4 separate regions of the Mus musculus genome follow, and all the other regions are linked to region 2. A link is a contact called in public HiChIP or PLAC-seq data. All regions are on one chromosome and are shown on one strand. The core of a region is the stretch at or near the end of the contact, and the rest is flanking DNA. Distances in the headings are between cores, read along the strand shown. Region 1 has its middle 20 kb from the start of Gm33390. Region 2 overlaps Lncenc1 (long non-coding RNA, embryonic stem cells expressed 1). Region 3 has its middle 16 kb from the start of Enc1. Region 4 has its middle 18 kb from the start of Gm33390.

Region 1 (7,439 bases), core at 3,792-6,291, 150 kb before region 2:
TTGGCTTTGCTTGTTCTGAGAGACAATTTCCCCCTACGTGGACTGTAGCCCCAAGCGCTTGTCTCTTCGGATCATGATGATCATGGTGGATATTTGAAGGTCTCTAGATAGTCAATATAACAGAAGGAAAGCCAGCTCTGGTCTACATGTTAGGCAAATTCTTTAGAGGAGAAAGAGGATTTCCTAAGCTGTAATATCTTGATTTTAAAAAATCCCTCAAGTTATACGCTCCTGACAAGAACGCTTTTCACCAAAAAAGTTTCTGCGGATTTCATTTTTTTCTGCTGGAGAAAAGGCGGCTCCATGGTGTGAACTTGCACTGATCTCAGCCATCATGTCCACCACTGAATCATTCTGCCCGCTGTTGAAACCAGAGCACGGAGAGAAAGAAGAATGTTTTCTTCATTGTCTGAGACATGGAGCAACAGTAGCCAAAGAACAAATACCTTCCAGATCTTGAGAAAAGAACTGACTGTCTCTAGGCCTGGGGACTTCTCTGTTTCTGTGGGGACAATGGGTCACTCTTGTTTGGTAGACTAGACTTGGGGAGGGACTCTGTACATGGACCAGTGGGTGCTCCAGTATAATCTTTATTTCTCTTTCTTTCTACATTATGTACTATGTCTTTTTATCTCTAATAGGTACATAATCTTACATATTGCTCAACTCCCTTAGGTCTCTGGCTAGCCTTGGAACATCTGGTCATCACGTAAAAACATGTTTCTGCAGAGTTCGTTCTCATGAGTGCTATATTCAGATGTGCAGGCTGGAAGGGACTGATGGCCTCAGGCCACCGTATGGGCCACAACATCCCCTGTTCATTTGTAAAGCTTACTCCTCTACCGTTTTCCTGCCAGAGTGGATACAAATCAAAGTGTCAGCTTCTTGACTGAACTAACATTTTCCCCTCTTCTGTGAAGAGAGATTTTCAGCCGCATTTGCTTTGTGCTCCCTGCTGGTGGCATCACAGTGTGCCCTCTGACACTGTGGAAAGCCATAGTAATTCCCCCACCCTGCACGGTCCCTTCTGGTGCTGCCCGTGTCTACGTCCAGGTCCGAGCAGAGGTGAAACACTTGGTAGCAAAGCCTGGGGCACACACTCTGGAACTGTGTGTGTGTGAAGCTGTGAACCCTGGGGAAAATGACACACATACACACACATACATACACATACATACACATATATATACACACACACATACATATACACATACACACACATACACATATACATACACACACACACATACACACATACATACACACATACACACATACATACACACATACACACATACACACATACATACATACACATACATACACACATACATACACACATACACACACATACATACACACATACACACACATAAACACACATACATACACACACATACATAACACACATACACACATACATACACACATACATATACACACATACACATACACACACATAAACACACACACACACATATATACACACATACATACACACATACACACATACATAACACACATACATACACACATATATACACACATACATACACATACATACATACATACATACACACATACACACACATAAACACACACATACACACACATATATACACACACATACATACACACACATAAATACACACACATAAATACACACACCACACCTCATGGAGGTATGCATGTACACAAATGTACAAGTGTGTGTACACACGTGCCTACCTGCACACACTCTCTAAAGAAGACTCAAAGGCACTTGTGTGCAGTCCTTGTTAAACAAAGCCACTTCTGTTTCCTTTCATATATGAGCCTGCTTCTTTTAGGCGCAGAGGACATAAACAGGGTGGGATTTAATGTCTCTGTGGTGCTATCAAATGAGAGAGCTTTCAAACAGATGCCGTGCTTATACGACTTTTATAAAAGAAACCAAGCAACTGAACAAAGGTTTGAGGAAGTGTGTCTCTGTGTGTGTTTGTGTGTTTGTTTGCTTATTGTTCAGAATGGGAAAGTGACTGGCTGGCCTAAATCAATTCTTTCTCCCTACCCCATTTATCACAAGTTTATGATAGGTCTGAAAAGACCCCTTTAATCTCTTAGCTGATCCTTTCTTTGTGATTCCTTTCAAGCCTTAACAATTTCCCATTAAGTCATCCTCAGATAAATGAAGGTGAATACGGAGTCTCCAGGGCTGAGCTGAGTGGGAGGGGGAGGGGAGACGACTGGAGATGCCTAGTGCAAGCTGCAGACTAACCTGAGGGCTCACTGTCTCCCCAGCAAGGCACAGTGATTTACAACCCCAGTCCTGCTCCTCAGAGTGTGTATCCCCAAGACATGAAGAATGGAAGGGATGAAAACACCATTTGTTCCTGACTTTACTGATGTATAGGTTTTTAAGGAGGTTCTCCCGCCAGGACAGGTCACCCTTGACAGATGACTTTGCTACCGGCTTTGATTTCAGCTTCCCACCAGGGCGTGCCAAGCGAAATCCATTAAGGTTTAAATTGTCCTATAATTTCTGCTTGCTTCCGGTGACTCTAACACATATATCCAGTCAACAAGTAAGTCACGCCCGAGGCTTGTCACTACACACTATGAAAATGAAAAAAAACAGAGATGCATTTTTTTTTCAAGCTGACACCTGAGTCTTTCTTTGGTCAGGGAGAACTTGGCCAGGTGATGTTCGTTTTTTCTTGATAAATCAGAGTCTTGTGAGAGTGTTCCAAGGGATGGGAGGTGGCCGCAAAGCTCCCTCTTGGCATTAATGTAGACAAATGAACAGTGCTGACATTACCAAGGACTTTCCAGCTATCCCATCTCCTGCTGAGTGACTCAGTCATCACTGCCTGTACTGAAGGATCCACACCATGTGACCTCAGAAGTAGCCTTCTTGACTCAAAGGGAAGGATGAAGAAGGAGAAGAAGAAGAGAAAAACCACAGAAAACGGCCTTAGTTCTTTTCCTCTTGAAATCTCTGTATTAGTAAGTGGCAGGAAAGTATTTTCATGTCTGACAGAAGTGGGTGATCTTTCTCTGCCTCATCCCCCCCTTCTCTCTCATATATCCTAAGTTGACGGTGAACTCACTTTGTAGTTAAGAATGACCTTGGATTTCTGATCTTTCTGCTTCTACCTCCTAGGTGCTGGGATTACAGGCATGTCCCCACATCCATGGTCCCCACTAGAAAGGCAGAGACAGGAAGACTGCCCTCTCTTCCATCCTGCCTGGGTCACATTGTTCTGTCAGGCAGGGCTACATGGCAAGACTTTCTAAACCAAAGACAACACCAGAGGTTGAGAGATGGCTTAGCAATTGAGACTCTGTACTGCTCTCACTGAGAACCCGAGTTTGGTTTTCAGTCCCCACATCCAGCAGCTCACAACTGCCTGTAGCCTTACGTCCAGGGAATCTGAAGCCCTCTGGCCTCTGAGGGTAGTGTAGGCAAACTCACAAACTCATACTCAGGCACACATATGTACACATACTTTAAAAAAAAACAACTTTAAAAACAACAAACAAAAACTCCAAACAAACCCCGAACAGCAACAATAACAAAAAAGAAAAAAAAAAAAAGAAAAAGGTAGCCAAAGAACATATGCAATAATAGCACACACAAGATGGTTTCTTGGATCAGAGAAGAAGGTATCTGTGGCAGTCTGGCTTTGTAAATTAGGGTCCCTGGAAAAGTAGAAAATATTTGTGGAATTTGAAAACCTTTCATCATGGAAAATTTCAGACACACACACACACACACACACACACACACACACACACACACTTTAACCTCGTCCTTTCATTACCCACTCTATATCAGCACAAGGAGATAGTACTTTGAATAGTCTTTATCAGTCTCTCTCAAGTGGATTATCTTGCTGGACATATTAGACATAATTTTTTATCTGTAAATAGGTCAGTCAGTGTGTATCTGTGTAAAAGGCATGGTATTCCCCCCCCCCCACTCTCTCTCTCTCTCATCTACAGTATAACTACACCACCTAAAAATCCCACCATTTGTTCCTCAATGCTGTTAATACTTCATGCACTTTTTGGACAGACTGGTTGGGGAACTTTCAGGCTAGGGGAAGGGCAGGGAGGCACAGCAGGTCATTGGAGACCCTGTCCACACTGCTTCTGTCTGGTGTCCACAGGTATAATTAGGCCATGACCTTTGCAGACCCTCACACAGCAGCTAACTAATGCAAAGCCAAGGGGAGGGAAACATCCCAGACTTCCTGGCTTCGGGGAGTCTCCTTGGGTATGCTCCGTGCCCGCTCTTACTCTGGGTGGGCTAACCTGCACAGTCCCACATTATGGGCCAGCCTGCACTGCCTGCTTACAGCAGCTGTGGGCACCATTTGCCCGCCACATGGGTGGGATCCATGGCATTCTGAGAAAGTTTCAGATTGGATAGTAATTATGGAGTGGTGTTAGTCACAGAGGTTTGGGGGAGGATGCTAAGGTTTAGAGTGAAGGAGGGGACAGCGAGGACAAGGAGGCCTTTGTCCACCACTTGAACCACTTTAGCACAGCGTTCAGGGCAGATGGCCGAGATGGACCCCTGAGACGAGCTTCTTCACATTTTTTTTCAACTTTTCAGACAGAAGTTCCACAGTCCTACGCCTGGGGCTATCTGAAATATTGAACTAAATCCGTCAAAACCTTTTAGACCATTGTTTTAGGTTCATTTGTATTTTCTCCAAATTTGGGCCTAGCCACTACTATCAGTAATAATTGTGACAGGAAGTGACCTAGCATACATTTTCAGAGGTTTAATCCATTATCAGCATAGCAGGAAGCCTGGCAGGCTGCAGGCAGACATAGATAGAGCTGGAGAAGGAGCTGAGAGTTCTACATCCAGATCCATAGGCAGCAGGAAGAGAGCGAGAACCTCTGTGCTTGGCTCAAAGCCCACCCAACAGTGACACACTTTCTCCAATGAAGCTACATCCCCCCAACCCCCCACCCAGCAAGGCCACATCTCCTAATAGCACCACTCCCTGGTGACCAAGCATTCAAATCAGTGACCCTATGGGGGCCATTGTTATTCAAGTCTCCACAGAATCTCACTGTCTCTCTCTATAGGTGAAGCCTAGTGTCTGCTTAATTCAAGCCAACAAACGTAACCCCCCCAACAAACGTAACCTCTTCAAGCCCCGCACACCCCCCCCCCCGAATCCCCCCAAATCATCATCCCCCCCCCCCCCCCCCCCGCCAACCAAAGCACGACTTATCTTTACAGGATGTGTAACAATTTCCTCTGACTCATGAAGTCAGGATCAGGAAGCAGATAGCCTCACAAACCCGGAAAGCTAAAATATGCAAGACCCTCAAGGCCCTGCTCTGGGGTTGTAGAATCAGTTAACAATTGCTGCCTAGAAGAAACTCCCACTAGCAGGGACTCCTGGAGACTCTGACCCATCTGCTGAGCTACCTGCAGGTTGTGCAAGGAGTCCAAGAGTCCTCATGGGGCTGGGGTGGGCTGATTTTGAATCACCCAAGTTTCTCAAAGTAACCTATAAATGGATGGGTTTGCCATAGTGGACTTTGTGGGTTTGTTACTTGTCCGGTGAAATATCTTGTGTGAACAGACCTTTGTTCACATCTCCCCAGGTAAAGTTAATATAACAGGAACACGGCAACTCCTGGCAAGAATGAAAACTGTCCACAGATAATCCAATAACCCACTCTAATGCATCGTTCTTCTGGCTCCTCAGTATCACTGGAATAAGTCCAATTTCTCCATAGCCATTTGTTGGGAGCCATTAAGACAACACAATTGTCCTGATCTCTGAATTGGGCCTCCCCCCCCCCCCCGAGAAGAAAGGGGGGTCAAAAGCGGGCCACGACACACTGTTCCGAGAACAACCACAGGATGTTCCAGCCCTAAGTCAGTGCCAGATGTCCTGACCACACCCTGATACCACCAAGTTCCTGCTTCCCCATGTAACTGCCTAAAGAATGTGCAATTCTATTGCCCCACCCCTCCTGTGCAATTCTATTGCCCCACCCCTCCCACTGATAAGTACCTGTACTTCCCCTTTTGTTTGTGCAATTCTACTGCCCCATCCTTCCTGCTGAATGGCACTTCCCCTTTTGCTTGTGCATTTAAACCTTGGGCCTGGCTAATACATTGGAACCTTGATGCCACTCAGTACGTTTCCATGTTGTTATTCGCACAAGGTTCTCGTCTCTCTCTATCCCCCAATTTGGTTCTTAGGAGAAGGTCCCCTCGAGACCCTTGAATAACTGGACCTGCTGGACGGGTCGGCCATTATCTTCCAAACAACCATATGCCTTCTAGGTCCTTCCTCCCTCCCTCCCTCCCTCCCTCCCTCCCTCCCTCCCTCCCTCCCTCCCTCCCTCCCTCCCTCCCTCCTTCCTCTTTCTTTCTTTCTTTCTTTCTTTCTTTCTTTCTTTCTTTCTTTCTTTCTTTCTTTCTTTCTTTCTTTCTTTCTTTCTTTTTCGAGACAGGGTTTCTCTGTATAGCCCTGGCTGTCCTGGAACTCACTCTGTCGACCAGGCTGGCCTCAAACTCAGAAATCCACCTGCCTCTGCATCCCAAGTGCTGGGATTAAAGGTGTGCACCACCACTGCCCGGCTTCTAGATTCTTAAAACACATTCACTCTGTGAGGTGCCTGCGTTTCTCCTGCTTCTGTTGGGCACAGGATGGAAATGCTTCCTAGGTTAATGCTCAAGGCCTAATTTGTCTTAGGCTCCCATTTGTCAATTTCTAGCACAGATGACCGCCATTATCAGCCTTCCTTCGCAGGCTACTTTGGCTATAGTGCCACCATGTATAAGAACATCAGTCCTGACTTAACTACTTCCCACAATGCCTCAGCTTTCAGTTCATTCTTCACAGGCTGCTTTGGTTTGAATGTAAACTGTCACTGACAGGACAGTGTGTTTGAATACTTGGTGACACTATATTAAAAGGCTGTGGATCCTTTAGGATCCTCGCTGGAGCAAGTGGCTTTCTTGGGTAAGGACCTTGACAGACTCTAGTGTGGTCTAAATCCTGGCTCAAGCGCTTTGCTTTCTGATTCTTTGAGATGTGAAGAAATTCAGTGACATGAACACTTCTGTGTCCCTACTGCCAGCTGAACTGTGAGCTAAAGTAGACCCTTCTTCTGTGGTCTATGCCGGATGCTTTCGACACATCAAAGAAAACCAAAGAGATAGCAGGGCCTTACCAGACAGCTACATGGCACACTGGTCCTCTCCTTTGAAACACCGATCACATCTGCAATTTTTAAAATAGTGATTGTAGGGTTATGGGTTATGCCTGTTTCTCCTTGAATGTTAACACATACAGACAATTGAAGCCTGCAGACAGGAACCCTGGTTCCTCTGCCTCTCTGTCTCCCTCAGGGCTCAGCACAGTCCCTGAAATCCTTTGCAGAAAGTGTTTGAATGTGAAAGAAGCACTCCATCT
Region 2 (7,250 bases), core at 4,089-6,588:
TTGCTATTACAAAAAGAACACAATAAAGTACCAATTGAGTTAGTGTTTTTGTTGTTGTTGTTGTTGTTGAATGTACCTGAATGGAAGGTAAAAGAACTTCTTTATGAAGGAGCTGTGTCTGGTGACTTGTCAGCATAAGGCATTTTTAGTAATAGCACAAGCATAGTTAGAACCCTTATATGTGGCTTATACAAAGATTATATTGGAAAGAATCCTGAATTTGGAACCAGAGAGCATGCAGCCTCACCTTAAAAGTGGCTACATGTCCCTGGGAAAGCTCTGATCTTAGGTTTCTTATCTGCATCCTGAAAAACCATTGCACTCATCTGGCTTGCCTTGCAGAGCTGTGAGGATCAACATGGCGGTGTAGATGTGAGACAGCGGACTGCAAAGAAATCTTCTCCTTCCCCTCCTCCCCTCCTCTTCCTTCGTTTTCTTCTTTTTCCTCCTTCTCCTCTTCCCCCTTCTCCTTCTTCTTTCTCCTCCTCCCCTTTATTCCCTTCTTCTTCCTCTTCTTCTTCTTCCTCTTCCCCCTTTCCCCTTCTTCTTCCTTTTCCTCCCCATGAAGTCACTTGTCCGCCTGAATGCTTCACTGTATTTTTGTTCTTCAGTTGAGTGACAGATTAAAGACCTTAGCACTTTTGATTTGATGCTCAACCCATAATTGATTGTACTCTACCACTGCTTTCTAATCTGACAGGGAAAATAATTCAGACTGGGAGTAGAAGAATATAAGGCTGTAAAAGTTTGTCCTTGGCTGAATGTTTGAAACTCTCTGGTGTTTAACAGAATAAGTCTCCCAGCAGTTTTGTGGTACAGCTTTCTGACAGTACATGGCCATAGCTGGTGACCAATTGTGGCCTGTGCTATGCTGACATTGCCGGTGGGTGTTGCTCCTCTGCATCATTCTTTGCTCTCTGTTCCTTTCCAGGCTGTGGAAGGCTGGCTTTGGTCAACAGATTGAAAAACCTGACCAGTTTTCATTCAGCATAGTTTCTTTCGGTCTCTGTGAGAAGAGGAAGGGCATTTTTTTTATTTCCACCCTCAGTAGTTTGATGAAATGTGAACCTGATAGAAATTTGTCATTCCTTGGTGGCTCTTTGTCTTGGTTCATGACAGGTTTATTATATTTGATCTTCAAAGGCTGAAGAGCAGAGTGTGGTGTTTGATTTCATATACCAGGTACAATTCACTTTGATTATCTTCTTGGAATTGACCTCACACTCAGGGATGAGAGTCTGTTGTCCCAGATCACCCTGTGTCTTGGACAACCGCAGAACCACAAAGTGTGTATATAACCTAGTTGTTCAGTATTTGTCAGGAAACTGCCATATTTTGCTGAGTTGTGATTCTCTGATACACGCCATTTAAAATTATTTCTTTGTGTGTGTGGTAGATTTAAACTTCTGACAGGGAAATAGCTATAAAATGTAAGATGTGTAACCAGCCAGGGCTGGAACACATGCTGGATCACTTGCTCTGCTGAAATTGGTCATATGTAAATCCCCTTCTTTGCATAATGATCTGTAAATGGGAAAACTGGAGGAACAATGTCAAGTGCGAGTCAGCCACACCGCATTTGAGCACTCTTGAGAGTCAAAATGTTTTTCTAAATTTCAACTCTTCCTCCTTAACATTTGGCTATGGTGCTGGGGTCCTGTCTAGCACATCCTTCAGTTTATAAAATACTCAGGCCATTGTGGAATCAAAGTTTGACAAAACAAACAAGCGGAGAAGCAAAGAACTATGTAGCCACACATTTTGTTCAAGTGCACAGGAATGCATGTAAAAACTCTTGTTACATGTAGGGCCCAATGGTCAGAGTGGAAGAGCAGGGGCTTGGTAGCTTTATATAGTCGGACAATACTCTTCAGTTCCTTTTGTGAAACTCTGAGAATTTGTGAAGACTAGGACAGTCTCCTTGAAAACAATGAATGCTGTTCAATTGTGAGGGGTTCATGGATTTAAGATTAAGAATTAACATGTGGGAGACATAGATAAGGGAGTGTACAGTTATGGTAGTATATTGTGCTCTCTCTCTCTCTGTCTCTGTCTCTCTCTGTCTCTCTGTCTCTGTCTCTGTCTCTCTTTCTCTGTCTCTGTCTCTCTCTGTCTCTCTCTGTCTCTCTCTGTCTCTCTCTCTGTCTCTCTGTCTCTCTCTCTCTCTCTCTCTCTCTCTCTCTCTCTCTCTCTCTCTGTCTCTGTGCCTACAAGAGGAGAGGCCCCATTTTCCATTCAGGAGAGGGTCCCACTCTTTTACCAACAATCTAATTGTTGTTCCTTAAAACTTGCAATAAATGTTTGCTGTCTTGGCAGTGGTTTTATGGGGGCAGGTAGGGGAAGGCAGAAAAAGGAACATTCTAGTTGGCAAGAAAAAACCATTTGATTTGGGGTTAGGACTTTAGGATTTTGTAGTTCCCGGTTCGTCAGTTTTAGTAAGCTGGACATTTGTTACCCTTCGTAATTGTCGTATTGGAGGCTTACTGCCTTTGTCTGCTAACGTGGGCCTAGTCCTGGAAACTTCTAGCCTCTGTACAATCTAATCTAGACCTGGAATGTTTTCAGCCTCTGAGACTTAGTACTAAGTTTACCCTTCTTAGTTCTTTCTGATCTCTGGCTGGCTGGTTCAACTCAGCTGTTCTAGCTCAAACTCCTCTCCAAGCTGACTGATTCAATCTGGATTCTCTTGGTTTCTCTTGAATTGCTCTGTTTGGCTCCATACTAACGTTGGCAATATGTTCTAATCTTCTGGTTCCTACTCATTCTCCAGCTTGTCTGTCTTCACCTGTGTCTAGCTTGTTCTGTCTCTACAACCTGTTTGTGTCCAACTGTCCTGGCCTCTCTCTCTCCTTTCTGCACTGTTCTCTCTTAAGTCACCTCTCCTTCATCTCTCTTGAGTTCAGCATGTCCTATTCTGCCAAATCTTTCCTTGATTCATCACTTTTCCTGCTACTCAATTAGACATCACTTTCAAGTGTGGGTGCCTCTTTCTACAAACTAACTTTACCTTCATTGTTTGGGATTACAGGTGTGTACTAAGGGCATGTCTGTATTCCAGCCAGAGGGATTAAAAGTTTTAGAAACAGGTTTTTCTAGTAAACAACACAATCTTAGGGTTCACAGCATGATCACATATCCTGTCTCAAACCTTTTCGGGTTCCATGTGTCTTAATCTATAAAGTCAAAATGCTGATACCCGAACCCTGGGCATGTAGCTCAGTGGAGATGTGGCATGAATAAGACCCTGGGTTCTGTTCCCAGTACCAAAGAAGAGGAACTGGGAAAATGTTGTATCTGTTATATCAACCTCATGGCCAGGGAGGGAACCTTATGCTGGAAGGAAAAGGGGTAGTGTTACAAAATAATAAAGATTTTCACAAGCCACAGTGTTCTAGAATTACAATGCATTGCCATTACTATATCTGCTACATGACAGATATTTCTGAAACTGACAAATGTGATTAAAAGTAGGCCTCCAATTGTGTCTAGAACATCATGTGGTTCCTGGAAGGTGAGAGGGCAACTATAGTCAGAACAAAAGAATCCCATGGCATCCATCTGTGATGTCAGTTTTGGAGATGAATCCAGCATCAGAAACCTCTTCAAAAATCTTCAATGTATTGGCAAGAGGCGAATTTATAAATTCAGAGATAGTCATAAAAAAACCAAACCAAAACAAAAAAACCCTATAAGCCAGCAGTTTGATTATTTACTTTGTTTACTAGAAGGAGGTACCCATGTTTGAAAGTGATGGATTTATTTGCTTTATTCAGACACTGGTTAAAAAACAACCCAGGAGGTTACTTTGTTGACATACCTACCAGAACCTAAATTCCCCATCTCCTCTTTCTTGGCTTCCCACACTTCTATTGAGAAGTGGCTGAGGCCTAGCTGGCAGCCAGGCAGGAAGGAAGGCGATGATCGGTGTGGGGATAAGGGAACGGGTATTGGAAGCTGAAGTGCTGGGTTTGAGTCCCGACTCCTGGCTTCACATAAGTGACTCTGGGACAATGGGCTGTCTTCTCATTTAGTGCCTCAGAGTCTTCATTAGGAAGGCAGTACAGCTTTAAGCAAGAGCTCCTGGTAAGTCTGAAGGACTCAGCCGTAGAAGGTACTGTTTTTAATCATCGGATTCCTAGATGTATGTGTTTGTTAGTGAAATGAGCAAAGAGAAGAGACGACACCATATTGCATTTCTACAGATTGCCTGCCTAGTTTGCTTCCTAGTTACGCACATGTCAGAGTGCTTGGCTGCCTGATGATGGCTGGGGAGGGAATGCCTAGAACTAACAGATCAAACAGAGCCAAGAGTTCTGCTCTGGCTGCAGAAGGGAAAGCAATCTTCAATGGTGATTTTTCACATCTTATACTTAGCAAAAGGAGGGGGTGTCCCCCCCCCCAGAATTACGTTTGATTTTTCTAGAAGCTTTCACAAAGATCCTATCTTCTGCAAGGATGAACACCCACATGCTCTCTCTCAATGCTACCCCGCCCCACCCCTACCCCGACTTCTTCCTACCCAATGTTCACTGCTGTATTTTATGTTCAGATATGGCAGCTGCCCACATAGATGGATCCCAGTGGGTCAAAAGAGGCATCGTATCCATAGGAACCAGAAAAGATCCGAGCAGTCTGCTTTCAAAGCCATGTGTTTGCGATGTGGCCAGACTGGCTAATGAAGGTATTTTGTTCCAGTTATGACACTTAGAAACAGACAAGGCAGGAGCTGTCAGCTTTCATCCAGACACTGGAGTGTAGAAGGATGCCCAACAGAAGCCACTGGGGTCGCTCCCTGACTTTTTTTTAACCAGCTCCAAGAATCCTGCCCCATGTGCCAGCTCCCAGGCAGGCTGGATACATTAGGCAAACTAGAAAGCAAATCCTTGAAATGGGAGCTATTTTTTTTCCCCTTTGACAAACAGGTACTACATACCAGCTACTCTGCTAAGCCCTAAAGAAACACCCAGGCAAATGAGACACAATTCCTACTTTCAGTAAGTTAATAGTGTGGTAGGAAAGACACATAGATAAAAATTACAATGTGTGATCAATCCGATTTGAAGGTTCAGCAGAGTGTAAAAGGGGTCTTTGATCAGTTTTGTACAAGATGCTTCAGATTCCTCTGCCTGGAGAAGATCAGATGGGAATCCAGGTAGAGGCACTGGCAAGAAGAAAGTAGGGAAACATGAGGAGGTGAAGGGCATGAGACTGTCTGCTGGAAAGTCAGGGTGAAGAGGCTGGGATGGGCCGGATCTTAGAGAGACCTGAGAACAATGCAAGGGAACTGCAGGCTCAAAGGAATCACGGCTGAATTTAAAACAGCTTACAGTGGAAACCACAAGCCTGCAGGAAGTCCATCTCACCGGGCTATGCTGGTGATTTATGCTGTCAGGTCTGTGGTTGGAATGGGTGCTCTGGGGCGTAGGCTGATGAGTGAGGACGAGCGGAGTAAGGGAAGCTGGGAGGCCCATTCGACGGAGGTTGAAAAGCTGCAAACCAGCTTGAGGAGATAACGTTGGTGGGGACAGCGGACTAATGAGCAGCTTGGTGAACATGGAGCTGGATCACAGCCCATATGCAGGATGGACAGAATGCTGCTGGAATGGGCAGTGCTGCTCACCTGACAGACAAGGAGGTATTGGGAGTGGGTGCTGTGATTCGGATCTCGACTGTTCCCAAAGGTTCCTGTATTGGTTTGGTCCCAAGGATGACACTATTGAGAAGTGGTGACACTTTTTCAGAGTAGGACATCTTCAGGTCATTGGGAACACACCACTGAAGAATCCCGTGGGATTACAATCCTTCCTTCATTATGTTTTGCTTCTTGGCAATAAACTGAGTGACTTAGATCTGCCATTCATCCAAGCCATAATGTCCCAGTGCCTTGTTACAGTCCAAAGCAACGGAACATTGCAACCTACCATAGCCTAAACCTTCTATCGGAGGAGGTGCAGCTTCCCTATGTCAGTAAAGAAGGAAAGAGCAAGTTGTTGGGTGAAGGTGGGATTTCCTGGTTCCAGGAGGGGGAGATGGGGCCTTTTCAACAGGCTTGGGAGGAGTAGCTTGAACAACCATGAAAGGCCTTGGGGCACCTAGGGCATGCAGCCTCCACCGAGGGTGGGGGTCAAGGAGGTTGGTGGGAGCTAGCTGTTAGCTGATAAAATTCACCCAGCACTTGTGTTATCTGACTAGTTTTAAAGTAATAAAGCTGTCTAGTGTTTTTCTTCCTCAGAAAGAGGAGAAAGAAGATGGGACAGTTGATGGAGACTTGGCTAAGCTAGCCGGAAGGAAGATAGCTGGTGAATCACAGACATCTCGAGTTGGGAGTTGGTTGTGTTCCATCCTGGACTAAGCTATATGAAGAAAAGGGAACCAGGAAAGGTTGGCTCACTGGCCAAGGCACTGGGCAAGGAGGTAGCATGATTTTTTTTAAAAGCATGACACTTTATTTATTTATTTATTTATTTATTTATTTATCTATTTGTGTATGTTTTTCAAGACAGGGTTTCTCTGTGTAGCTCTGGCTGTCATGGAACTCACTTTGTAGACTAGGCTGGCCTCGAACTCAGAAATCTGCCTGCCTCTGCCTCCCGAGTGCTGGGATTAAAGGCGTGCGCCACCACTGCCCGGCTGCATGATTTTTAAAAATGCTACACAGCCACCTTCAAAATGGTGAGGCAAAACCAGATTTTCCCCCTCCCTCTCTTTTCTCCTTTTGTATGTGTGCTCTCTCTGTGTGAGGGTAGACATGCACTGCATGTGTACCCGGGCAGAGGTCAAGGGTCCATGTTGAGGATCTTTCTCTGCTGCCCTCCATCTTACTTTCTGAGACAAGGTCTCTCACTGAACCTAGAGTTTGCTGATTAGGCTGGACTGGCTGGCCAGCATGGCTCTGGGATCCTCTTGTGTCTGTCTCTGCATGTTGGTATTAAAAGTGGTGGGGGTACAACCAGCTTTTTGCATGGGTGTAGGAATCCAGATGAGACCTTCCCTTTACCAAAGTTGATTAACTCAAGTCTTTTGTTATACTGACAGGAAGCTGACTAATGCCATGGAGAACCAACCAATCTAGGGACCCAGAAGGAGGGAGGGTGGTAGGGGATGTGACTCTCAGCCCCACCCCTCAGCACAATGGTTCTTAGCCAGTATTTGATTCTGTGGCTCTGAACTGGACAGGACTAGAGGCTAAGCTCAGCAGGCCTGACTAACCTTTAAGGTACGTGAAGATACCTCTGTTGCTCTCCTTTGGC
Region 3 (7,067 bases), core at 2,214-4,713, 250 kb before region 2:
AATGGGCCTCTCTTTCCAGTGATGGCCGACTAGGCCATCTTTTGATACATATGCAGCTAGAGTCAAGAGCTCCGGGGTACTGGTTAGTTCATAATGTTGTTCCACCTATAGGGTTGCAGATCCCTTTAGTTCCTTGGGTGCTTTCTCTAGCTCCTCCATTGGGGGCCCTGTGATCCATCCAATAGCTGACTGTGAGCATCCACTTCTGTGTTTGCTAGGCCCCGGCACAGTCTCACAAGAAACAGCTATATCTGGGTCCTTTCAGCAAAATCTTACTAGTGTATGCAATGGTGTCTGCATTTGGCAGCTGATTATGGGGTGGATCCCTGGATATGGCAGTCTCTAGATGGTCCATCTTTTCGTCACAGCTCCAAACTTTGTCTCTGTAACTCCTTCCATGGGTGTTTTGTTCCCAATTCTAAGAAGGGGCACAGTGTCCACACTTTGGTCTTCATTCTTCTTGAGCTTCATGTGTTTAGCAAATTGTATCTTATATCTTGGGTATTCTAAGTTTTGGGCTAATATCCACTTATCAGTGAGTACATATTGTGTGAGTTCCTTTGTGATTGTGTTACCTCACTCAGGATGATGCCCTCCAGGTCCATCCATTTGGCTAGGAATTTCATAAATTCATTCTTTTTAATAGCTGAGTAGTACTCCATTGTGTAAATGTACCACATTTTCTGTATCCATTCCTCTGTTGAGGGGCATCTGGGTTCTTTCCAGCTTCTGGCTATTATAAATAAGGCTGCTATGAACATAGTGGAGCACTTGTTCTTCTTACCGGTTGGGACATCTTCTGGATGGCTGGCTGGGTGAATAGATAGATAGATAAATAGATAGATAGATAGATAGATAGATAGATAGATAGATAGATAGATGATAGATAGATGTAATTTTTAAAGAAAGAGGGAGGGAAGGGACAATGAAGAGGAGTTATATAGTTCTGTCTTTTCTGGGACCAGGAAGGGCTTTCCTGCAACTTGTGAGATATATCTTTTCAGTCCTCTTTATGGCTATGTCCAGTAAACACCACGACGACGGTCAACTGTCATGGCACAGCATGCTGTGTCATTTAGCATACAGGAGGGATCTAAATGAAGTAAGAAGTTGTCTGAGGTCACCCTGGCAGCCATCTCAGATCCAACCAGTTTTAGCCAGCCCACCTGAAGAGAGTCTTTTGACCTCCAGGAATTCTGACCTCAATGATAAATAAGACTTTGGTGGGGTCGGTCACAGCCTGGTCACACAGGCAGTGACCCAGGTGACAGAGCTTAGTAACTTTTAGTGCTTCATGTCCAGCTTTTCCTGGCCAGGAACCTCACTTCACTTTGTGATCCCTTTGCATTCAGAATTGCCCAGGACTTCCCTACAGCCATTTCTGAGACAGTCCTCAAGCCAGATGTTCTACAATCTCCTCTAAGATGAGCCTCTGCCCACCCTACACTGGGATTGTATGTGTCAACCTTAATGTGTACCCAGATCTGACCATGGTCTGCCGGGCTGCCCGAGAAACCCAGCATCGGTGCCCTGTTCCTAGATTTGATGTGAACCTTCTGAGGCCTTAGGCAGGTGACTTGATTTCATTGAAACATTTATTCTCACTGGGAAAAATTCTTAAAGTATATTAGGATTTTCTGGTGCAAATGTCACATAAATACCAAAAGCATGTTTTCTCCTGCCCTAAAGGTCTTCTTTCCCCAACATGATAAGCTTTTAAAGGTGATATAAAAAATATTGAAATCAAAATAAACTGGGGGAAAAAGGAGCTACCTAATGGCATTAAATTGAAATAACTTCAACTGAGAGAACCCCCATATCCTCTGTTGATATGGGGGTGTCCTCAGAATTAGCTAAGATGGTAAGCTCAGAGGGCGTGGCACCTGAGAGTTCTCTCACTTCTGGTGCCAAGCTTGGGGTCTACCCTCAATTTATTAGTCAGCTGGACCGTCAGATACCCACCCAAAGCTGTTACCCTCAGCCATAAAGACACAGCCAGCCAGAGGAGAGGAGCTGCATTGGGCAGAGACTGGAAGGCTCTGAAGCAAATGTTTACCATACTCAGTCCACATCTTTCTGTCGCTGATGCGCTGTGTGACACTGTGTACTGTCTGACAGTACACAGGACTATTATCAGACAGGAAAACTCACCTAAACCTTGGTGTTCAGAGGTTTTATCAGGACCCCATTTTACAGGCTTGATCGAATGTGGATCTGGTCCATTTCAGCATCCAGGATGACCCAGATGTGATGCTAAAGCCCCCACCGTAAATCACTTGGTCGGTCTTTCTCACCGGGAAGCTCCCACTTTGCACTGTGGTGGGTCTGGGCACTGCCTCTAAATGAAGACAGAAGCTAAGGGCAAGGGCCAGGCCTCTCTCTGAACAACATCAACTTCCTAACTGCACAGGCTCCTTTCCTAATTGACACGGTTGGTGGTCCTCCAGGAGAGTGCTCACTGAGAAGCATCAGAGACCTCTGGGAGCTGGCAATTTGCCAGAGGGTGCTGGTCTTCAAATTCAGGTGCCTTGGTCTTCATTCTCCTTATTTCCAGACGTGTCCCTAGGATGCGTCCAGCTACGTCTGATAAAGTCCCCGGTGCTGTGGTGCTCAGCTCACAGACACTAGAATGTTCCCCAGCCAAAGGTTCTGGAGCCCCTTATTCTGGGCCTAAAGACAGCTGACATCTCTGGAAGTCAATTATCTGCCATCGTCCAGATGTGTGAACACCTGCCTTGGAGGTTTGGGGAACACCAGTGTATCGGAGTCAGAGACTATGTTGCTCAATTTGAAACTGAACAGGAAAGCCTGGACTTTGTACACACAGCAAAGGGGGAGGCTGGGGACAAAGGACGCCTGACAACCTGGGAGGCCGAGTTAATAGTGAGCAGTCAAAGAAGAGTATAGAGTACAGAGGTTCGTTACAAAGTATCAGGGATTTGTTACAAAATGTGACCGAGGGAAAGGATGTGGATGTAGCCGAGTCCTTAGAGGGCTTGCTTAGAATGCACAAAGCCCTGGGGTTGATACCCAGCACTAAGTAAAGCTGAAATGGTGACACAGTCTTGTAATCCTAGCACTTGGGAGATGGAGGCTGGAGTATCAGGACTCTACTCACGAGGTGGAGTTCTGGAGAAAAATGAGGCAGAGTGAGGCAGGAGGAGGGGACTTGTTAGCTTAGAGTCTAGACATTGAAGGAGAGACTTGTGCGTGGTGGTGGGGGGGGGGGCAGGGAGAGGGAGGGAGGGAGGGAGAGAGAGAGAGAGCCTGATCATGTGATTTTTGGAAAGTGTGAACGCAGGTCTCCAGACCAGAGTGTTTGGTATATAGAGCCAACAAAGATAACAACGTGGCCAGAGGTGATGATGAGGGTCTCTACACAGGTCCTCAGGGGGAGGAGTGACTAGTTAGTTCATGAGACTGAGACAGGAACAACAAAAGCCCGCAAGCACTCACGTATGCATGCACACCCACTCGCTTTATTTTAATTTTCAACCTTGAAAGTCTGTTCTGCCTCCTATCCCTGTGTTGACAGAAGTAACTGCTCAGGCGCAGCTGAAAGACTAAAACGATTCAATTCGTAGTAGGAAGGTTTATGCAGTGACCAAGGGAAGCAATGAAGGCGGAAGGTGGCGTGCGGTTGGCCAGTAGCACCAGCGCGGGGGAAGATGGAAGATGCTATGCGCGCGCCTCTCCTTGTGCTGCTTCCCGGGAGGCCGCTTCGGTTAAGCTGTGGGGTTTTAAGGAGCTGAGTGCGTGTTTCTTTTGGATCTGCTTAGACCAGCCCCAAGGTGGCCCCACTCTCCTCAGGTTTCCTTCCTGTTAAGTGTCCTTGCCGTGATTGATGAAGTAGCCATTGGATAGCCTTTTCTAGGTTACTCGGAATATTTTCTTTTCCTTGAAGAATTTTTCAAAATGCCCTGGTTTCCTTTTTTAATTAGAATATTTATGTAACAGGTAACTTCAGCTGGAGTCTCGGATTTGCTGTTGACAGCTGAGAGACCTCAGGCACATAACCAGATCTTTCTAAACACTGGTGTTCTTATCCATAAATGGAGATCATTTTGAGACGTTTGCATTTTTTTTGAGACTAAATGATATTGTACATGTGAAAAATAATACAAATGAGAGTCATTATTTTAATGGAGTTAAAACAATTACCCATTAGGACAATAACATGCTGACTAAGTACACGTAGAAGAGATTTAGGAAGCTATATTTTTAATCACACTTATTTATTTTGTGTGTGTGCCATGCTGTAAGTTAGAGGCCACCCCTTGGGAGCTGGTAGGGGTCGAACCTGGTCAGGCTTAGTGGCAATAGTCTTTACCAGCTGAGCCATCTCGCCAGCCTTAGGAAGCATTAAAATGAATAATTCAGTACAATATCACATTAGTTGGGCACAGATGTGAGTAGTAGTTCCTTTTTTAAATTATTTATTTATTTGTGTATGTATGAGAGAAATAGAGAGAGGTACAGAAAAAGAGAGAAGAGAGACAGAGAAAGAGACAGAGAGAGAGACAGACAGACAGAGAGAGAGAGAGACAGACAGAGAAAGAGAGACACAGAGAGAGACAGAGACAGAGACAGAGAGTGTATGAGCTCATCATAGTATGGGAGGCCAGAGGAGGGTATTGGATCACAGTTCTTAGTAGGACTCTCAGCTTGTTATGTGGGGTCTAAACACTGGTCCTCAAGGTGGCTCAGCAAGCACTTTCTTTGGTTTTTAATAATTTCTCTTGCTTATGAGATTATAATACAATTGCTCTCCCCTTTCTCTCCTCTGAAACCCTGTCATCTACTGCTTCTTGCTTCTTTTCAAATACATGTCCTCTTTATTCACTAACTGTCAGTCATCAGCCTTAACCCCCGAACTCTTAGCCTATCTACCCCTGGTAGGTCCTAATTGGAAAAGACAACATGTGAACCTTAGAGTGAAGTATATTTGATCAAATACTATTTTCCTTCCTTCCTTATTTCAGAGGTTTTGAGAAGAATTTTCTCTTATTAATAATCACAATGATCTTCCTCAATTATAACAGTCACAATCGCCTAGTGTTTATTAAAGGTATAGCTCAAAAATATATACCAGCAAGGCACATACACCCAGAAAAGGCTTCCTATTATACAGAGAAGTTTTAGGTAATAACATATAAAGCAAGAACAATAATGATGGCCACAGTGTTGGCTTTGTTGTATAAAGGGGAATCGGTTTCTTTAAAATACAGCATATTGTTTTTTTTGCTGCTTAAAGTCCCTTGCATTTAATAATAGTTCAGTGTCTAAGCTGATTCACTCTAACCAGCTTTGCTTCACAATAATGCTGGCAACATTTTATAGGCTCTGAGAGACACATGATGGATAGTTTAACTCTCTTCAAAATGAAAGGGGAAAAAGTTTAACACTTTAAGAGTTATCCTCAAATTCATCCTGGTACCAGAAAATCCTTAAAAGCTGGATTTTCTTATCTCAGCCCTTACTGAGGCCTGCCACAACCAATCACATCTGTCATTTTGTATCCTTATCTTAACAGACAGCTGATGGGAAAGGGCACTTGGGATCAAAGAACCATTTATGCTTCATTCCTAGTGCCTCCCCTCAGTTCCCAGGAGGACTTACGAGCCCCATCCCCTAACTACTGCTTCTGAACATGTGGGATCCAGGTTGGAGCTGCAGGCCGAAAGCAGGCTCCAGAGCCCTGGAGCTGATCTGGGCTCACCTAACCCTGTCAGACTCCGTGTTGCTAAGCTAGTTCTCAGCTGTTCAGCCTACAACTTGCACCTGCAGGTTTGTGGGGTCCCTGGTGATCTCATCTCTTGCTTACAGCCCATACACATTCATTTATGTCTTCTGTTTAACCTATCTGAGGCTCACGTAGATTCATGCTGTGGGTGCGCCTGTTCCTCTCCAGCATGTTAAACGCCTGTCTTTTATACCCAGCTCACCAATCAACAGCTTCTCTAGGAAGCTCTTCCCAGGGGATCCACCAGTTCTTTACAAAGCACGGACTGTGTCTGTTGAGGAGGGCTTTCCTCCTTCCTAAGGAGGCAGAGTCTCAGGGTTTGAAGGGTTGGGTGATGTCACAGTCTGGTTCTGTGGCACAGCTGGCTTCTGTGACACTGTATGCTACCATGCCTCCACGTTCAGGGGTAGTCTGAAGACCAGCATCCCTGACAACCACTGGGAGCTTGGTGTAAATGCAAACTGACTCTCCCCACCCCAGATCTCCTGAGTCATCAGACTCTGGGCTCAGCAAGTTCCCCAGGTGAAACCAAGGTGTAAGGCGATACCTGCTCACTCTAGAGACAGATGGTTTTAGTGAACCACATTTTGGAGCCCTGTTGCTCCTCACATTCCTGTCTTGGGAACTTGTTTGGACTGGCAACTCCTGGGGACACATGCTGTGTCTGAGTGGGGCAAATGGAGTGAGGGCAGCCTCACCTGGGAGGACTGGGAGGATTGAGAGGACTGCCTGGGAGGACTGTGAAGACCGGGAGGACTCACTGTCTGTGCCCTGGCACCACACAACCTTGGCATCCATAGGATCAGAGTCAGAGTTAATCTGTTTTTCTTTTAGTTTTTCAAGACAGAATTTCTCCATATAGCTCTGGCTGTCCTGGAATTTACTCTGTAGACCAGGCTGGCCTCAAACTCAGAAATCTGCCTGCCTCTGCCTCCCAAGTGCTGGGATTAAAGGTGTGCACCACCACCACCCAGCTCAAGACTGGCTTTAGACTAGTTTAGAATGTGAATGATAATTCCTGGAAAAAAACAAAACAAAACAAAACTGTGTCTGCTGAGACTGACTGATTAGCAGTACAATGATGTGGGGAGGTTGCAATGTTGCAAGTCCAGGGCTAGGTACCTTATTGTAGGCTAGCTTTAGCCCCTGAATAGCCATCCCTTGCCCCAATGTGTTACAACTAGCATCCTGTGACCAATAGAAAACTTTCGTCCTCCTACCTAATAGCTAAGAATGTCATCAAAAAGCCTTTGAAGCCATTCGATAAGATTCCTCCATCTTGCTGTACCTACTTTTCTGATGTACCCATCACTGTATTTTTTTT
Region 4 (6,485 bases), core at 2,744-5,243, 190 kb before region 2:
TGACAGCGGCCTTTACCCTAAGCTATCTTGCTGGCCTGTCCTAGGTATGGTAAGTGATTTGGAGGTGCTGTCATATGCTGTACACGGTCTCTAGGCAGCTGCAATGCCAGTTTGCACATGGACTTGATCACCTGAGAGGTTGTATCCTTGCGGCTTCCAGGAGCCAGTGCTCTGAGGATATCAAAGGACAGTTGCACTTTTCCCAAAATGTCCTTTGAACTTACAGTTTGAGATCCGTGCTTACAGTTCTCTGGGCATGGAAAGAAGGAACATCGACCACTGAAACCCTCTCAGAGTAGTTCAAGTCAAAATAGGTGACTAGAGCCACCCTAAACCTGGGTGAGATAAGCTGGGACAAAAATGAAGATGACTCAGAAACTAGATCTGAAGGCAATTGCAAATGAGAACCCAAAGATGCTTTTAGTAAAATCAAAACACAAATGTTTAAGTAATTTAAAACAAGAAGATAGATATTTGCCTTGTTTTTTGTTTTTTGGTTTTTTTTTTAATGTTCTTGGGCTGGAGAGACCTCAGCGCTGAGGATCACTGCTGTTTTTGCAGGGGCTCCAGGTCACTTTCCAGCCCCTATCAGGCAGCTCACAACTGTCTGCAACTCCATTTCCAGGGACCCGATGCCTTCATTGGACCTGTGAGAGCAGCAAACCTGCATGTGGTGCACATACATATTTGCAAGCAGACACGCACAGACATGAAAAGAAATCTTAAAAAGTAAAACGTTCCCATTACTTAGTATATTTATTCTACATTCCTCTCTCTCTCTTTCTATCTTTCTTTCTTTCTTTCCTTCCTTCCTTCCTTCCTTCCTTCCTTCCTTCCTTCCTTCCTTCCTTCCTTCCTTCCATTTCTGTGAGTAGCATTTGAACCCTCTATGAATATTTGAAACCTACAACTCAACCAAGTTTTTCTGTTGAACTGGTGACTAGATAAAAAAAAAATCATTTTTATCTTCTCTCCTTATTTCTGTTTACTCATTGTGTTATGTACATATGTGTCTATTCTCACATATAAACATACAGGTGTCCATGTATCTAAACTTAACCAGGCAGCTGGGTATGGCTTCAAAGGCCGTTAATGTTAACTGCAGAGGTAGAAAAACCTCTGAGTTAGAGGCCAGTGTGTTCTACATAGTGAGTTTCAGGCCAGCCAGTCTAAATAATAATAGAATCTCTCTATAAGGAATACCTAGTAGGAATTGAATTATTTTGAAACAAAAATGAACTGTGTTGTATCTCAATTAAGACTATCTCAAATGAAAGCTATATTATTGGTGGTAAGATTACAGATCAGAGTTGACATAGGATGAGTGATTCTGTATGTAAAAATTTAAGACAATTTTTTTTTTTTTGGTTTTTCAAGACAGGGTTTCTCTGTGTAGCCCTGGCTGTCCTGGAACTCACTCTGTAGACCAGGCTGGCCTCGAATTCAGAAATCCACCTGCCTCCCCCCCCCAACCCCCCCAGTGCTGGGATTAAAGGCGTGCGTCACCACCGCCTGGCAAGACAGGCAGGGTCTTGGTTGACCTAGAGCTCACTATGGTCCAGGCTGGCCTTGAACTCACAGAGATCTGTTTGCCTCTGCCTCCTGAGTGCTGGGATTACAGCAAAGAGAATTTTAAAAGTATAAAAGATAGCTAACTAAGAATAGAAAAAAATGTACATCTAAAAGGAAATAAAAATGATGTATACAGGAGAATGATCAGCCGCAGAGAATGTAAATTAGGACACGATATCATCTTTCTCTCCCCCTTTGCCTAGCAAATTAGGAAGGGCTGAGAACATGCAATGCCATGCCCGACAGGGGTGTGACTACGTGGGGCTTTTGTACATTGTCAAGGGAGCATGAGCTGATGTCTGTTGTAAGCCTCAGAAATCTCTAAAAGGGTTATCATTTAGCCCAGTTGTGCAGCTTCCAGGATCTCTCCTGTAGAACTCACCTCAGCAGCTGAAGACACTTCTGGATATAAGGGAGGCTGCTGGGTACCTTCAACGTCCCACTGAACAGTGAGGTGGACGGTGGTCCCTTGGCCAAACACTGTGCCCTGGTTCACTTACACATGTCACAGGGAGAGGATGCGCCGGCAGAGGGCTAAATGGAGGGAAATCAGCCTTCGGAATTCTATGTGGAACAGTCACTTATATTAAAAAGAAAAAAGGCTGGGTGTGGTGGCACACATCTTTAATGCCAACACTTGGGAGACAGAGGCAGTCCAATCTTTTTGAGTTCAAGACCAACCAGGTTATGTGGAGACATTGTCAAAAAAAAAAAAAAAAAAAAAGAAAGAAAGAAAGAAAGAAAGAAAGAAAGAAAGAAAGAAAGAGGGAAGAAAAAGCAAGATTCTGGTGGCTGGAGATAGTCTGGAAAATAAAAGAGCCAAATGTAAACTATAATTTTCTTCTTTTTTCTTTTTTAATTAATTAATTTAAAACAAACAAAACCTACTTTCAAAATCGTGCTATGATTTGTATCTTGACTGTCTCCTAAAGGTCCATGTGGGACGGCTCTGGTCCCCAAGATAACATATTAAGGCTTGAAAGGACTTGTTTTTTTTTTGTTTGTTTGTTTGTTTTTGTTTTGTTTTGTTTTGTTTTGTTTTTTTTTTTTTTGGATTTTCGAGGCTGTCCTGGAACTCACTGTGTAGATCAGGCTGGCCTCGAACTCAGAAACCCGCCTGCCTCTGCCTCTGTGCTAGGATTAAAGGCGTGCGCCGCCACGCCCGAGGTCTGAAAGGACTTTTGAGAGGTAGGGACTAGTGAGGGAGTCAGGTCTCAGAGGTTGTGTTCATTTTCTTTCCCGTTGCTACGATCAGACAAAAAGGGACAAGGGGTTCATTTTGATTTCTGTGTTCAGAAGTTTAGGTGCATCATGGCAGGAAGGCGTGGCTGAGCTCTCAGGGTAGGACAGTGTGACAGGGTCATTTTACTTCATTGTATGTTAGGGAGGAGAAGGCTTAGGTTAGTCTCAAAGGTCTCACAGAGCTGTCCTATGAGAGGCCTGGAAGGGGACACTCTGAACTTAAATCACAGTAGGGGTCCTCTCTTGAAGGACAGAGTGGGACCTCTACTCTTGTTCTTTCTGATTTTGTTTCTTCCTCATGAAATGAATGGTTTTACTCCATCCTGAGATGTTTCAAACCCCTGCCAGACATTGACATTAAAGGCCTGATGGAAACTCTGACACCGGGAGTCAGATCAAGCCCTTTCTCTTTACATGTTAATTACCTTGGGTATTAGACTGATAGAAAGCAGACAGACACACATTATAAAACTTGAAAAAAAAAAAAAAACTTGAAGCTATCACTAATAACACATCAGGGCACAGGCTATAGGATAAATGAGTGAACAACAGGGATCCCGTTCTGGGGAAAGACAGAAAAAAAAATGCCACTAAGGGAAATGGCTGAGTTTTCCAGAACTTTTAGATATTGACATCATTTAAGCGGAGTCATTACAATGAAGTCTGTGGTATATAATTGAGAATTATCCAGTTACATAGGTAACGTAGGGGTTTTTTTTTCCCTTCCCTGTTTCCTTTTCAATTGCCTGAAAAGCTTCCGATTGTCATGTTCCCTGAGCCACTTTTCAGTCCTTTTTGGCCACCCCTGCATCCCTTTAGCTTCACTTGGGAAGCCAGACGCTTAGAGCCCTCCAAGACTGGAGGCTAGGGACTCCAAATCCTAATTCTTACGGACCCATCATTGCCTGGCTACAGTGATCAGTGACATCAGAAGTTGTTACATGGAAAGTTTACAGCGCTCTTAGCTGAAATGAGCAGACTGGGCAGGCGCGCTGCAGAGTCTGGAGAGAGAAGGCCATTCATTATAAGACATCCGGGAAAAGCTGGAGAAAGATTAGACCGGCCCCTCTCCTCCCTCCTAGCCATCTTCCAGGCTTCAGACAAGCATCTTTCCCTCCTACATGCAGTCCTTGGCTTTCGCTGGACCTCTCACCCTGCTCACGGCCACAGCTTGTAGCGCGTTCTTACTCCTACCCACAATCCCATCTTGTCCTGTTGTACTAAGCCCCATGAGAGCTCCGAGGGCTTATCCAGTTTACTTCTCGCCATTTCGCCAGTACCAAGACCAGAAAGAGGCCTGGTATGCACTGGGTGCCGAATAAATATTTGTTTAATGGATGAATTTTTCCGGTGTGATCTAAACTAGAGAAAGAACTCTTGGCACAGAACCAAATACTGATAGCTCTGTAACCTACTAAACGCTTTATTATTTTTTTCCTTTAGATTTTTCATTCCAGCTTCACACACACACACACACACACACACACACACACACACACACACACACACACACACACACTCATGCACTCACGGACGCACGAACGCAAGCACGCAAGCACGCAAGCACACATACACGTACTTACGCAAACCCTGCAGGTACAGGTGCATGTTCTTTGATTTCTTTAGCACTCACTAAGTTCAAGAAGATTGTACTTGGCCTGAGTGATGAAAACAGGCTTCGCTTTAGGCAGACATTTGAAACCCCAACTAAGCGCCTTTTAAAGCCCCTTAGAAAACCAAATGCATGCAAATAGCGCTTTCCTGAAAACACAGGTTAGCACACATTAAGAAACGACCGCAAGCCAGGCGGGCTTTCTGGAGACGCTCTCCCCCTCCCCCAGGCTCGGTTTTCTGAGATTCCTAATCAATGCTCCCACTTAGCATATCTGTCATTCTGAAATCCCCACTTCCTTGCCTTTTGTAAACTCAAAATTCTTGGAATTCAACTTAGAGGCCCAAAGCACCTTGTACTTCTTTGCACTTAACAGTTATTGAGCACGTGGCTAGGAGCTGACCCGAGTGCAAACGGAGAGATTTTAATCTTTCAAATGAGATTGCACCTGCACTCTGAGGAAGCTAAAGGGAGTTTACAGGATGATTAGCTCATGGTCTAGTTGGGACTTCGGGTCCTTGTGAGGAAGTCCTTGGCCTGGTAAGTCTTAAGCACCGACTCTCTCTCTCTCTCTCTCTCTCTCTCTCTCTCTCTCTCTTAGGAACGTTTCATGAAAATAACTGTACACTGTTTGAATGAAGAAATGAGAGGGCATCTTCTCAGAAGCTGAGGTAGTCTTTCTTCTGTAATGAGCTTTGAGTAGCAGAGGGATAAAGCATTGGTCTTCCAAATATAACAAGGAGGACAAATGAAAATATAAAAGAGAGATTTGAGATGGAAAAAAAAGAAGAAAATAAGAGAGATAAGAAAAGAAGAAACAGCTAAACGTGTGCCTACCCTTTTATGGAACTTTTCAGGGAGAGAATTTTGAGGTGCTCTGACTCCCCAGATAAGAGCTGATTCCCTGTTTGCAGAGGAACACACACACACACAGCTTTCCATCTCCATGTTTGGTGCCCACAGCCTCATGACAGATCTTCCATGGTGGTTCTTATGACGTTGTGCAAAGCCCCTGGAAGACTCCTTCTGCAGGTCACTTCCCTAAACCTGTGTTTAATGGGGAGGTGGGGAGAAAGGAGGGAGAAAAGGAGGAGGGAGAGCCACCTGGAAGAAGCACACCTCCACATATACCCCTGCATGCCTTCTCAGGCAGGTCCCACCTGCAGCCTGTGGCCCCCATGCACAACAGAATAGTCCTGAGTGAGGCTCCAAATGCAAAATCATAAACTTATTTAAAACATTATGAGAATTATTTTTGCTTTTTTGTAACTCAGTTGCAAAATTCTCAAGTGTGAACTTTGTTGATAACTACGTTGTGCTACAATGTTAAAAGGCTAGACATATCAGCAGGGCCACCTAGTGCTAGACTTAGTGCTAGAGACAGAAAGGATGCTAGCAGTAGAGAAACCATTAGTGCGGTATTCAGGGGTAGAGTGCTTCTGTCCCTACTGAATCAATTGTCTCTGCTTTCGCAGAGTTTGACCTACAGAAAAGAGTAAGTGACTGGGTGCAGGACTCAGGCAGGAAAGCTGGGTGGCCAGTATCCTCGTGAACTGGAGATCCACAGCATGGAGATCTGTGCTAAGAGGCTCAGCAAGTGCACGGATGCTGGTGGCCGAGCAAGTTCTTTTCTAGAGATATAAAAAGAAGTCATTGAAATGAGTGGTTTTTCACTTTTGCAATCTTATTAAGAGTTCATAAATCAGATCGGAAAAGTGGTTCAATGGGTAAAAGTGTTCATGTTTGTGAATGCCAGAGCCCAACATGTAGAAGGTGAGAACTAACTCCCGAAGACTGTCATGATGCACCTGTGCTTCTTGGCATGCATGCACAGGCATGCACGCACACACACACACACACACACACACACACACACACACACACGTCACACACTCTCAATAATTTCCAAACTGATCAAACCAGAGAAAGTCTTTAAAAAGTTATAAACCATCATTTATTCACTATGATGAAAGAATCACCAGAATGCTGGACTGTTTCCAGAATGTTCTTTTGCGCTTTCTGCAAGTCCTGTCCTCCAGCTGATAGTTGGTACAGGACA

The links. HiChIP or PLAC-seq counts read pairs in DNA pulled down with a chosen protein or histone mark.
Region 1: an H3K27ac HiChIP or PLAC-seq map of embryonic stem cells shows a contact between it and region 2, with 5 read pairs. The contact joins two enhancer-like sites. A contact is called at or near these places in 1 of 115 datasets of contacts at active chromatin or transcription factors (embryonic stem cells) and 1 of 9 other capture datasets (embryonic stem cells).
Region 3: a contact with region 2 is called in an H3K27ac HiChIP or PLAC-seq map of embryonic stem cells, with 14 read pairs. The contact joins two enhancer-like sites. A contact is called at or near these places in 15 of 484 Hi-C or Micro-C datasets (beige adipocytes, embryonic stem cells and erythroblasts), 18 of 115 datasets of contacts at active chromatin or transcription factors (astrocytes, embryonic basal ganglia, embryonic forebrain and 6 more) and 1 of 9 other capture datasets (liver).
Region 4: an H3K27ac HiChIP or PLAC-seq map of embryonic stem cells shows a contact between it and region 2, with 7 read pairs. The contact joins two enhancer-like sites. A contact is called at or near these places in 7 of 484 Hi-C or Micro-C datasets (embryonic stem cells and nephron progenitors), 14 of 115 datasets of contacts at active chromatin or transcription factors (craniofacial prominence, embryonic stem cells and pancreatic cancer cells) and 1 of 9 other capture datasets (embryonic stem cells).

The regions. Positions count from the first base shown.
Region 1 is chr13:97,315,595-97,323,033 of GRCm38.p6, forward strand. No RefSeq gene overlaps it. Among named protein-coding and RNA genes, the nearest start is that of Gm33390, 20 kb to the left of the region's middle. Within about 2 kb of position 5,042, at least 19 of the 459 cell types and tissues checked have an H3K27ac peak or open chromatin away from gene starts, as enhancers often do. A contact at or near this core is called in embryonic stem cells, where this site is marked.
Region 2 is chr13:97,464,808-97,472,057 of GRCm38.p6, forward strand. The region is part of intron 1 of Lncenc1 (long non-coding RNA, embryonic stem cells expressed 1); the gene reads left to right. Among named protein-coding and RNA genes, the nearest start is that of Lncenc1, 33 kb to the left of the region's middle. Within about 2 kb of position 5,339, at least 31 of the 459 cell types and tissues checked have an H3K27ac peak or open chromatin away from gene starts, as enhancers often do. A contact at or near this core is called in embryonic stem cells, where this site is marked.
Region 3 is chr13:97,221,663-97,228,729 of GRCm38.p6, forward strand. No RefSeq gene overlaps it. Among named protein-coding and RNA genes, the nearest start is that of Enc1, 16 kb to the right of the region's middle. Within about 2 kb of position 3,464, at least 20 of the 459 cell types and tissues checked have an H3K27ac peak or open chromatin away from gene starts, as enhancers often do. A contact at or near this core is called in embryonic stem cells, where this site is marked.
Region 4 is chr13:97,278,323-97,284,807 of GRCm38.p6, forward strand. No RefSeq gene overlaps it. Among named protein-coding and RNA genes, the nearest start is that of Gm33390, 18 kb to the right of the region's middle. Within about 2 kb of position 3,994, at least 31 of the 459 cell types and tissues checked have an H3K27ac peak or open chromatin away from gene starts, as enhancers often do. A contact at or near this core is called in embryonic stem cells, where this site is marked.